2 separate regions of the Hordeum vulgare genome follow, and region 2 is linked to region 1. Evidence: chromatin contacts called from public Hi-C data. All regions are on one chromosome and are shown on one strand. The core of a region is the stretch at or near the end of the contact, and the rest is flanking DNA. Distances in the headings are between cores, read along the strand shown.

Region 1 (6,114 bases), core at 1,078-3,577:
TCCAAACCCTAGAAGATCAACAAATTTTGATGGCTAGGGAGAGAGAGATAGGGCGAAAATGAGCTTAGGAGCAACAATGGAGCTTGGGGGTAAAAGAGGTAATTCTTCTTGGGGAAGAAGACCCCCTTACATAGTGACAGTGCAAATCCAATGGTTACTTGCTCGCAAAACTACACAAGCAGTACTACCACTGGGGATGGTACTATAGGGCTTCAAGCGGTAGTACATCACAGGTAGGGCGGTAGTACCGGACCAAGCGGTACTACCGCGCCTACTGCCTCTCTACTACCGCACATCGAAAATAAGAGGGGGGACATGGACTTGAGCAACGCAGTAGAGTGTCCGATAGTACCACACATGGCGGTGCTATCGCTGTAGGAGAAGCGGTACTACCGCTCCATAGGGAGCGGTACTATCGCCTAAAGTGGAATGCACGCAATCTACTGCCGCCCTACTATCGTGCGTGTGAGAGTCCGTGCAGACCACAGTCGTATAGACCACAACACTGGAGATGTGAAGTACCGCCAGGACGGTACCACTGCCCCCAGGCGTGGTACTCCGCTCCAGCGGTACTACCGCTAGGGGCAACAGTACTACCATTAGGGAGTCACCACAAGCCCGATGCCCATAACACTATGAATTTCCAAGTTGTTGGGAGAGAAAGGTGGGTGCAAAGAATATGTGTACGTATTGATTCCTCCAAACCTTTCAGATGCAGACCCCCTCTTAATAGTACGGGTTTCCTATGACTGAAATACCACTTGAAAAGAAACGTCGTACGGATCTGTCTTCGCACCATATCACCGAGAGTAAAATAGACCGTCTCGTGTCAATATTATGAAATCTCTGAAATACTCAGGGCACACGGTTAGTCCGCAAAATACCTTATCATCAATCACCAAAACTACAAGGGAAGAAATATGTCCTAACAACAATGCAACCCATGGTGCTGTAGGACACAAGACCCCCCCCCCCCCCAATTTTTTCCAACATCTTAGCTCGAATCCGCCACTCGTGCCATGAAGCACGACGCTGAGGGGCAAGAGGCATGGTGAAAGATGAAGACGAGGGAGGCCAGAGACTGCTATGGCATCAACACCGTTATCATTCCCGAAAGAGAGTCAATGAGGATCGGGCGTGCTTGTGGAGACCAAGGCCACCATAGACGAGGCCACAACTACCACGAAGGCCTTATGCTCCTCCATCTAGAAGCCGTGAAACTCAGTGGAGCCGGGCTTCACGGTGATTGCATTTTGCTCCGAGCTTTGAAGTTACCATGTAGCTCTGAGTGAGAGGGCGTCGGTAGGGGAGGCGCTAACTGCACGCTCGGCATGCACGAGCGCGCTGGTCGATCCCGAGGCCGTGCTCCTCGTGCTGGTCCTCTATCGCTCTTTCACGATGGTGGAGACGGATGCTTGGCTCCTCTGCCGCAAGAATGCCAAGGCGTCCCGACTCGCCATCGAATTATCGGAGCGCGAGGCAAAAAAAGGATGCGACAACCAAGGCCAAGGCGGCCGGGTGTGCGAAGGAGCAGGACCGCATGCTCCGGAGGCTCTTGGGGCAAAAATAAAAATATTTACAAAAAAAGGAATCGTTTTACTTTTTTAATTTCTATTCATTTTTATATTTCTTTAAAATAATAAAAAAGGATCGATGCGGAAAGTTCCGATTGAAATAGGATCTAAACAAGGAAGAACACTTGCCATTCGTTGGTTATTAGAAGCATCCCAAAAGCGTCCGGGTCGAAATATGGCTTTCAAATTAAGTTCCGAATTAGTAGATGCTGACTTTTTCAATCCTTTCGACCTTGGTTCCATAGGAGCAAGTCAGAAAGGTTGAGAAATAGAACCATATGATTTGATTCGTTCCGACCTGGCGGATGGCTCTAGCTCTAGCTCCGACGACGACGCACCGCCACACGTTGCATGGAGGAGGGGCATATCCCCGCCGATGAATCGAAGGGGAAGGGGCTGGTGAGGAAATGGTGATTTTCTTCGCCTTCACCGTTTTATCTATGTTTTTATGTAGTTTGTAGTATGTGTTTGCGCGTTCGTCGATGAATTATGATCCTTTTATGCGACGATGAGATGGTGATCCAACGAAATGTATGTTGATCGTGTTTATACATGATGTTGGGTGGGTTACATGGAGTTGGGGTTTCGAATACGAAGGATGCCTTTGTGAAAGCTAACATATGAGGCGTGGTTGGTCACTGTTCGATGACGCGTCACTCGAGGGCCCAAATTTACTACAGTATCACAGAAAAAACACAACGAAAACACACAACGAAACTGCTATTACAACCCCCATAAGCGCATACCGGCGGGTACATACGTAGCCACTTTCGTTCCTTCCCATCTCAAAAAGTTGAGCCTCCGCTTCCCCTCCTCGTCATCTTCCTCGCAGCCGCGCTTCTCCCACCACACCCGCCAACACAGCTTAGCAGCAGCAAAAAGTGGGCCTCCAGCGAGCGGGCAAGCGCAAATTCCATTCCAGGTTTTCGCTTCGATCAGACTTGGTCCAATCGAGCGAGCGAGCACGCGCGCCCCGCGTTAGCGGCTGTGCCGGATCGGTTCCGAGAGGACGGCCGTCGCCGTCGGCGGCGGATCGACGCGCGGAGTCTCTGCGAGGAGCAGCGCCGGGTGCTGGGATCCACGCGCCCGGAGGAGCTCATGAGGCGGCCCACCACCTGTGGATCTCCTGGTTTCGTCTCAGCCTCCGGTTCGGGCCTCTGCTAGGCGGCTGGGGCGTGTGACAGATCGTGCGGGGGTGGGAGGAGGCTGTGGCATTGGAGGGTGAGCGGAGATGGTGAGCGGCCACCTATTCCACTGCCGTAAGAATTCGTGGCCACCGGAGGAGTATGTGGGCCGGACCGCCCTGCAACTGGTGAGGCGAGCTCGCGTCTCAATCGCGGCGAATTTTGTTTACTCATTCGCTGTTTCGGTGCCTCGTTTGGGCTGTGGTGTGTGTGGCATCGGTGTGGTGTACTGATGTTATCGTGTGGTGCTGGAAATTTTTGGCAGCTGGACTTGGACGGCGGATCGCCGCCGGAGCAGGCATGGCGGAGGAGGCTGAACAGTCACGCCAACATACTCAAAGAATTCAGCGTCACCTTCATGGAAGCAATGAAGATGGTATGTTGCAATGATTTGGATTCCATAAATAGCTGTGTGGGGTTATTGTGGCGTTTGGTTCCTGTCACTCGTTCAATTTGTCGCAGTAGCTGCTAATCTTTTTCTTGCAATCCAAATTTATCAGATGACCCTCGGGGTGAGGCTTTGGTCATATGTCCGTGAGGAGGCCTCCCATGGAAGGGTAATATTCTCTAGCACATATTCATTTCAAGAAACTGTGTAGCATTGTAGTGGAAGACTCTGTGGTAACAGAATGGGGCCTGCATTTGTGCTTTTGCAGAAAGCTCCTATTGATCCGTTTACAAGAGAGAGATGTAAGCCGTCCGCTTCACAGGGTGTGCCGCTCGGAGGGATGGGGTATGACTTCCTGGACTGTTGTTTCTCTCTTTAATCTCCTTCATTTGTGTTCTTATCATGTAGGTTATAGATTTTGATATTAGTAGATTACGTTCGCAGGAGTGGTAGCATTTCAAGAGGATTCAGGGGAGAGTTCAAGAATTGGCACATCATTCCTGGTTTGTGTGAGAATTCGCCGGTCATGGAGAACCAGTTTTCTGTAATGCTTCCATCTTATCTTGCTGTTGCCAGCTAAAGACCTTTAGTTAATTACTCCCTCCGTCCCAAAATAAGTGTCGCAAATATAGTACTAAGGTAGTACAAATATAGTACTAAGGCAGCAACACTTATTTTGGGACGGAGGGAGTATTACATACTTCCTGTGTTGCTGCTACTGTGCTCAACTGCGAAATTGCTTGGTGCTAGCAGTTTTGGGGGATAAATGTTGATATAAGATGACATCGCGTTTCCATGTATTTTAATGGCTGTGCATCGATAGCATTCTTGTGCAGATTCCTTATTGGTTACTGAAAAATGAACTTTCCATTTCGTTGTTGTATATTTGTGAGCAGGCTTGTATTTAGGACCCTCTTATCTGGCGAACGTTCGCTGGGAACACGTGGCATTTTGAATGTTGTTACGGTATTTTTAGTTGTGTTTGGATGGCAGTTTCTTTGGAGTGACATGGCATTTTCTGGGATGAAGTCTCAAAACTACCATCTTCCCAGAAAATGCCATGTTGCTTTGAAGAAACTGCCATCTCACACACAACTAAAAATGCCATAAAAAACGTTCGAAATGCCACCTGTTCCCAGCGAACGTTCGCCAGGGAACATTACGTGTATGTATGTGTGTTTTGGCATGTAAACGTACATCATCTATACGTTCAGCCGGTGTTGGGTGTGGGTGTGCCGTGTGCGTGTTTATGTTTCTTAGGGCTTGTTGAGCTGTGCCCTCAGCGGAACCCTTTGGTGGTGTCCTGTGCCACTTATGTGCGTTTGTGTGTGTGTGTGTTGAACCTATGTTGTTTGTATTGGTCTGGCGGTTTGCTTTATTTATAAAGCGGGGCGAAAGCCTTTTTCGGTATCTATACGTTCAGCCTTTTACTTTAGTGCTCTGTCCAGTATCAATTTCTCTCACAACATTGTTATTGATTTCTCGTAAATATTATGCTCTTTCAGATATTTGTATCACGAGACAGTGGGAATAAAAAATACTCATCGGTATTGGCTCCGGGACACCATGAAGGCTTAAAGTAAGATTTTAGCCTGGTTTATTTGGTTCGAGCTTACTAGTCATGAGCAATGTAATTTTGCAATACATTGCGGAACCAGACTGAATTTTTGTTTTATTTGATTTAGCTTCAGCATGTACACACCTTGTTTGCCTTTTAAGAGTCCAGACTGAATTTTTTGTTTATTTGATTCGATGTTGTTCACAAATCACAATCACTCCTAGCTAAACCAGTTTATACTCTGCCTTCTTGCATCTATTCTTCTGGTTTGCCTGGACTCTCTTTTTTATCTCCTTTTGGAATTTATATGTGGGCAGATCAACCTGTATAATCTGTATCAGTTGGTTGTATGATAATGTTGTGACAAGTGTTCGAACAAGTGATGGCGACACTGATGACTTCCCGATTAAGATAGGACTGCATCAGGGGTCAGCTTTGAACCCTTATCTTTTTGCCTTGGTGATGGATGAGGTCACAAGGGATATACAAGGAGATATCCCATGGTGTATGCTCTTTGCGGACGATGTGGTGCTAGTCGATGATACTCGGACGGGGTCAACAGGAAGTTGGAGGTATGGAGGCAAACCTTGGAATCGAAAGGTTTTAGACTTAGTAGGACTAAGACCGAGTACATGAGGTGCGCTTTCAGTACTACTAAGCACGAGGAGGGGGATGTTAGCCTTGATGGGCAGGTGGTACCTCAGAAGGACACCTTTCGTTATTTGGGGTCAATGTTGCAGAAGGATGGGGATATCGATGAAGATGTGAACCATCGAATTAAAGCCGGATGGATGAAGTGGCGCCAAGCTTCTGGCATTCTCTGTGACAAGAGGGTGCCACAAAAGCTAAAAGGCAAGTTTTATAGGACGGCGGTTCGACCAGCAATGTTATATGCCGCTGAGTGTTGGCTGACTAAAAGGCGACATGTGCAACAACTAGGTGTGGCGGAGATGCGCATGTTGAGATGGATGTGTGTCCACACAAGGAAGGACCGAATCCGGAATGATGATATACGAGATAGAGTTGGGGTAGCGCCAATTGAAGAGAAGCTTGTCCAACATCGTCTGAGATGGTTTGGGCATATTCAGCGCAGGCCTCCAGAAGCCCCAGTGCATAGCGGACGGCTAAAGCATGCTGATAATGTCAAGAGAGGTTGGGGTAGACCGAACATGACATGGGAAGAGTCCGTAAAGAGAGATCTAAAGGATTGGAGCATCACCAAAGAACTAGCCGTGGACAGGGGTGCGTGGAAGCTTGCTATCCATGTGCCAGAACCATGAGTTGGTCGCGAGATCTTATTGGTTTCACCTCTAGCCTATCCCAACTTGTTTGGGACTAAAGGCTTTGTTGTTGTTGTTGTTGTTGTTGTTGTTATTTAAGTACCAACGATATGGCACACACATTGTAAGT
Region 2 (6,114 bases), core at 1,912-4,411, 300 kb before region 1:
TTCAGCGACTGCACACAAAAGTACAAACAGATTGCACCCAACGTGCCACGAGTGTTGGCAATCCCCTTGGTCTCCTTATTTGCAAGAAATGAGGCGTGTAGATAATTGTAAATTGTAAAATAAAATGAAAAAATAAATGGCAGCAAGGTATTGAAGGTTTTGTAAATATATGGTGAATAGACCTAGGGTCAATAGTTTTCCCTAGTGGCATCTCTCATGAAAACAACATATGGTGGGTAAACAAATTGATGTTGGCAATTAACAGAAAAACAGATAGTTATGCGATTTTCACGACAATGATCATGTGTATATAGGCATCACGTGCATAAAAAAATAGGTCGACTCCTTCCTCCACCTATTACTATTACTCCACTCATCCACAGTCATTGAACATGCATCTAGAGTATTAAGTAAAATAGAGTAATGCATGGAGAACGATAACATGATGTAGACAAAGTAAACTCAAGCAATATGAATAAACCCCATCGTGTTATCCTTAGTTGAAGCAACACAAAGATGCACCTTGTCCCCTTCTACCACTCGGATATAGACATTCACCAGGTTGAACCTACTACAACACACGTCTCTCACCGAAGAAATATCAATCTACTTGGCCAAACTATTTCAATAGATCGGAGAGAATTTTGAAGCTATCATAATCATGCACATAAGAACCATATTAGATTCCACAAATGACTCAAATATTTATCATGAATAGTCTGAACATAAACCCACAATTCATCGGATCCCAACAAATGCACTGGACAAAAGGATTACATCACGTGGATCAAAGCGAATATGTGATGATCATTGTATTGAAGATCAAAACAGAGAGAGATTGCCATCTAGGTACTGACCATACACATGTAGGTCCATGGTGAACTACTCACACATCATAATGAGGGCAGCAAGGTTGACGAAGAAGCCCTCCGTGATCTATCCCCCTCCGGTAGGGTGTGGGAACGGAGCTCCACATAGCCTCACGTCAGAACAGAGACCTATGGCGGCGTAAAAAGGTTTTGGGAATGTCTCTAGGGTTTTTGCAATATATGAGAATTTATAAGCTAGATAATGGAGTCGGGAGGGCCTCAAGGGGCCCACAAGCCATCAGGGCGCCCCCTAGGACGCGCCATTTTGGCTTATGGGGCCCTCGAGTGGCCTCGAGCCTTCCTTCGTCTTCTTTTGGTCCACAAAATATCTCCAAAAAGTTTCAGCTCAATTGGACTTCGTTTGGTATTGAAAACCTGAAAAGTGAAAAACATGTAGAAAATAGCAGCTCGCACTAGGCACTTGGTCAATAGGTTAGTGCTCAAAAATAATATAAATTGGTAAATAATTACCCAAAAAGTATCCTAGAATGATAATATATTAGCATGAAACAATCAAAAATTATAGATACGTTGAAGACGTATCAAGCATCCCCAAGGTTAATTCATGCTCACCCTCGAGTAGGTAAATGATAAAAATAGAATTTTTGATATGACATGCTACCCATTGTGTAACCTTATGCATGTATGCTCATTGAGAAATGAGGAATTAACAAACATTAACATATAAATACTTATAAGTATCAGCAACTAAATCATTAATCTTTCGAAGTATACGATCATCGAAGATTGTTTTACACCCATTCATCTTATTATATTAGCTAGGCATGGCTCCATCTTCACTAGATTAATACAAATGTCAAGCACCACCGTATCAAGTCAAGAAATTGGATCATACTTTTTCGATATGCATCAACTTGTTATTCTTCATGTAATATGTGAGTATGAACCATTGAACATAATATATAGGTGGAACAAAATATGATGGTAGGTATAAAAGGCGTAAATCGCCGGAAGATTAGGTGCACTTGCTACGCACAAACCACCAGACAACAATCACGAAGGGGTCGGATGATGCTAATTGAGAAAAATCAGTTAGAGTAATACTAATTGGAATGGCGAGTCGCGGAGGCAATCAGATGGTCTGTCATCAGCAGCGAAACGGAAGCGTATCAGGGAGCAAAGAAAAACACAGAAGAAAGAAGCCCCCGCCCGGAAGCGGACTCGACGTCGCCCCTGTGCTGTTAAATTGTGATCCAAATTCTACCGTATTGGACAAGACGTAGTACAAACGGTGTGAGCCTTTGCGTTGGTACCGACGCGTACGAGTACAACTCGTTTACTTGTCCTTCAAGGACTCTCCTATATTATCCTTCGTATATACTCCATATAGTCGCACCTAGGACGGCCTGTCGTCTCGTGCTTGTAATACTCCACCCTCATAGTGATTGCGTCTTCGTGCGTCCGTGGTTTTCTTCCATAAGGATTTTTACGTAAAAATCCGTGTCTATCATGTCTGTTAATCTCGTTTTATCTAACATCTGCACTGTCCGTGCCGCCGGCGGGCTCGCTTTCAGCCGCCGATGCACGTACGAGCCGCCACATCTGCTGCACACCGCTCGACTCCGCCACTCAGCCTCACGCCCGCGCATGGCCTCGCCTCCTCTAGCCCGCATCCACACGCCTAGCACGAGCCGGCCCCGGGTCGCCTGCGCCACCAGACAGCATCTCCGTCGCCACCCGGTCGGCCCGCGGATCCTCTCTGCTTCACCTGTGCCACTTCGGCCGCACTCGCGTGAACTTGCGCCAGCGCCGGCTCTGCCCAGCGCACCCCGATCTCCGCGTTTCCATCTCCGACTCACCTTGCTTCGCTGCAGCACAATGCGTACACGCGCCCTGTGCTCGCGTCACTACAAACCGCCAGCCCCGAGTCGGTTTGCACCATGAAGCACCATGATAGACATGGCAATGATAACAGCGGAGCAGCACCTATGACTCCCCATATCTAAAAAAACAGGTTGCGTTGTACCCGACTCGAATCGGCGACCCTGTTGAGCAAGTTGTGGTGGTGGAACAACAACGACGCACACCGGGATCAAAATACGTTTCTTGATCTGGTAAAATGCAGACTGCTACCTGCAAAAAGATCAGATGCTATCTACTCTAAATATTTCTAGCACATGTTAACTTCTTCAAAAATTATTACTCTGGTCCACATTATTACCGCTCACAGGTCAGTTAAATTAACTGTCCAAACCGGATTGATTCGCGGATACAGGGCCCACGCACCTTCTTTGGAGCTCATGTGAGCATCCACACGCTTAGCACTGCCCATCGGACACCCGCATGGCCTGTTGTGCATGTGTTTGGTTTACGTCAACAAGCCGAAGGCCACACCAGTATGGGTGTTGATCTACGTCAACAAATATTCACAATGACGGAGACTCGCCGTGCCAACTACCCGTCCCAAATTGATTCTTGCGTCTACATCATCACGCCGGTGCCCTGTCTGCTCATTCAAACCGCCCAACTGACGTGCGCGACCAGCCGTCCTCGCGACCTGGTTTATATCAAATATGTGAAAAGATTTTTTGACGCTCATTCATGAAAAATACCAGGTGCTATCCACCTTATTTATTCTGTCAGTATAATTTTAATTTTTGAGAATAGTTAATTTGTCTGCAATATTTCTCTACGCATGACAAAGTACTCACTACAAAGGTGATGTAATATTGTGGATATGGAGCTCGCGTCAATATTATCAAGCGCCGGCATCCGTCCACACCACATCTTCCAACGAAAGTGTGCAAGCCGCCGCCCTCGTGGTACAATCTACATCAACCCGACGCGGCAAACTCGTCGTCCAGACGGCGTACAATGACGCAGCCAACTCTCACGTCTGTGCGACCAAGACGGCGTACAATAATGCGGTCAACTCTTACATCTGCGTGACCAAGACAACTTACAATGCCGCAACAGACTCTCGCATCCATGCCAAATCGCCGGACAACTCTCGCATTCAACTCAACATATCAGGTGCAGTGCTCGTCTATACGAGCTGCCGAACGGATGTGCGCAAGCCGCCGTCCCCCGCGGTCCAGTCTACATCAACATATTGGTGAAGTGCTCACCTCTACAAGCCGCCCAACGGAGGCATGCAAACCGCCCCCGTGGCCCGTCTCCCTCAACAAACATAGGAGCGAGCGAAAAAAATGGCATTCATGTCTTACACAACATCGTCAAAATACGCACCAGCTCCTGCTCACGCTGGGTTGCTCAATGGATAGACGCATTGGTCAATACTATCTACTTCAACATGTCAAAAGAAACAGGAAAGTTTGTCATGAAGGAAACATCCCTCGTGAAGCTACAATTTGAGTCGGCCATCATTGAGCCGGCAATTCAAAGCGAGCGGCAAAGGAAAAGAAAAATGGACCTCGAGGAGCCACGAGAGTCGGACTACATGAGAATAAAGCATGGGCTAAGAAGGATATGCAATCAATTGGGCCACGATATTTGTCAAAGACATATGATGAGCACCACAAAGATCATCAGCTCACTACGTTGTCTCCAATTTGGATAAAGTCTATCATTCAGCCGTCAACCTTACGTCGACTTATGTCACAATCAAGTATGGAAACTCTCAAGCCGCCTACTTGAGTGGACTTAAGACTCAGGGGCTACACATACATGGCTCGACAGATTCGGCCGGGCTGAATAATTCAAGAAACACCGGGTCATTACAGGAAAGTTAAGCCGGTCCCGGGAGTTGCTGCCTCATTGGCAAAAATTTAAAGTCACCCAAGAAGACGAGCCGCCATGATGCAACCGTTCAAAAATGGGTGCCCTGCCTCATTGGCAGGTGATTTAAAAGCCACCCAAGAGGATGAGCCGCCGCCGAGGAGGTCATTCAAACATGGACTCTATTAGTATCAAAGAGGATGAGCCGCCAATATTGCGATCATTCAAATATGGATGATGATAAGCCAAAGAGGACCAGTTGCCATGACGCACAGTTCAAACATAGGCGCCAATTTATGATCTTGGGAACCAAGTCGACTTACCTAGGGGCTATTAGTCCCCATGTTGTTTAGCACTAATAGCATTGTCTTCTGCAATCCTATGCTCGGTTTTTCCGTGATCATAGGTCACTTGGGGGCTTCCAATTCATTGAGTTCAGCTTTCTTACCCTCGTGGCTTGAGAAAAATTACCGCTTTATAATGGTTATACTGTATGTCTTTGCGACTCGCCTTATTGGCCCCATGTACTCTTGGCATGTCAATCCATTTTGGACCCTCACTTGCCAATGTTAAAACATCGAGGTGTCGAGCGAGAGCCAGCATATGGAGAATAGATAAACCATGGGTTCATAGAACCTGCTTCATTAAAGCCTGGCTTGAGCCTGATCTACCAGTCTAAATTATAAAGGTTATTGGAAAAACCTCTTAGGGTACGACTAGAGCCTTGCAAGCCCGTCTACCCGTCGTGACTCACTGAGCTAGCTTAATTATAAAAATACAATACCCTATATGGTGTTATATTTTTTAGGCAAGGATTCAATATTCTTACCGGCTCATGCAAAGCATGGTGACTATGAAGTCCTTTTTCTCATAAACGAAAAATTCAAATTGCAAGGCTATAAAGCTCAGAACGGTGGCTTATAATAAAAGGAGAAAACAAATCTTCGATGGCCAATATGGTTGGATCTTCATCATGGTTTATCGTAAGAATTGACTATTTTCAAAGAGTCGCCCTATCACATATAATGTCGGGTCATCTAATTGGCCGGCTCTTGGATTTTTTCAACTTGTGCTCTGTAGTAAACTACACCACTTATGGATTTGTCAAATATATATTTGTCGGGTTACATTGCAACCATGGTCAAGGATTTCTTTCATCACAAAGGCATCATCAGTTCACAGAGTGGATATGATCTTATTCTGCAATGGAAGGAATAGTCCCGAGTCCATGCAGGCACACGACCCGCACTTGGGGGCTACATTATTCAAATCAATATTACATCAAAGTATGAAAGTCCCATGTCACTGCAAGCATGCACCATAACACTTGGGGACTAATTCAAACTGCTCTCTCAAAGCATCACATCAGACCCGACTCTCTCAAGGAGATAAGCTGACCCTTGGGGATGCAGGTCTCTCTTCATTCAAGTACGGATTCAAGCAAGAACTGGATCATCATTTTTATAATGACCCGGGCCTTTGGGGGCTACACATTGCTGCTCAAGTTTACATAATTAGATCTACAAAGTCCCTGCTCATTATTGCA

Evidence for each region. Hi-C and Micro-C count contacts between places; a contact is called where the count stands out from the background.
Region 2: a Hi-C map of leaf shows a contact between it and region 1, with 4 times the contacts expected there. The contact joins the enhancer-like site here to the promoter of LOC123430828 in region 1. A contact is called at or near these places in 1 of 6 Hi-C or Micro-C datasets (leaf) and 1 of 1 datasets of contacts at active chromatin or transcription factors (embryo).

What each region holds. Positions count from the first base shown.
Region 1 is chr1H:271,857,219-271,863,332 of MorexV3_pseudomolecules_assembly, reverse strand. LOC123430828 (non-lysosomal glucosylceramidase-like) reads left to right here and starts at 2,327. Exons shown (of 18, transcript XM_045114669.1): 1 at 2,327-2,886; 2 at 3,024-3,134; 3 at 3,259-3,315; 4 at 3,415-3,491; 5 at 3,591-3,690; 6 at 4,652-4,725. The coding sequence starts at 2,806.
Region 2 is chr1H:272,162,093-272,168,206 of MorexV3_pseudomolecules_assembly, reverse strand. No RefSeq gene overlaps it. Among protein-coding and RNA genes, the nearest start is that of LOC123430828, 300 kb to the right of the region's middle. Within about 2 kb of position 3,161, at least 3 of the 3 cell types and tissues checked have open chromatin away from gene starts, as enhancers often do. A contact at or near this core is called in leaf, where this site is marked.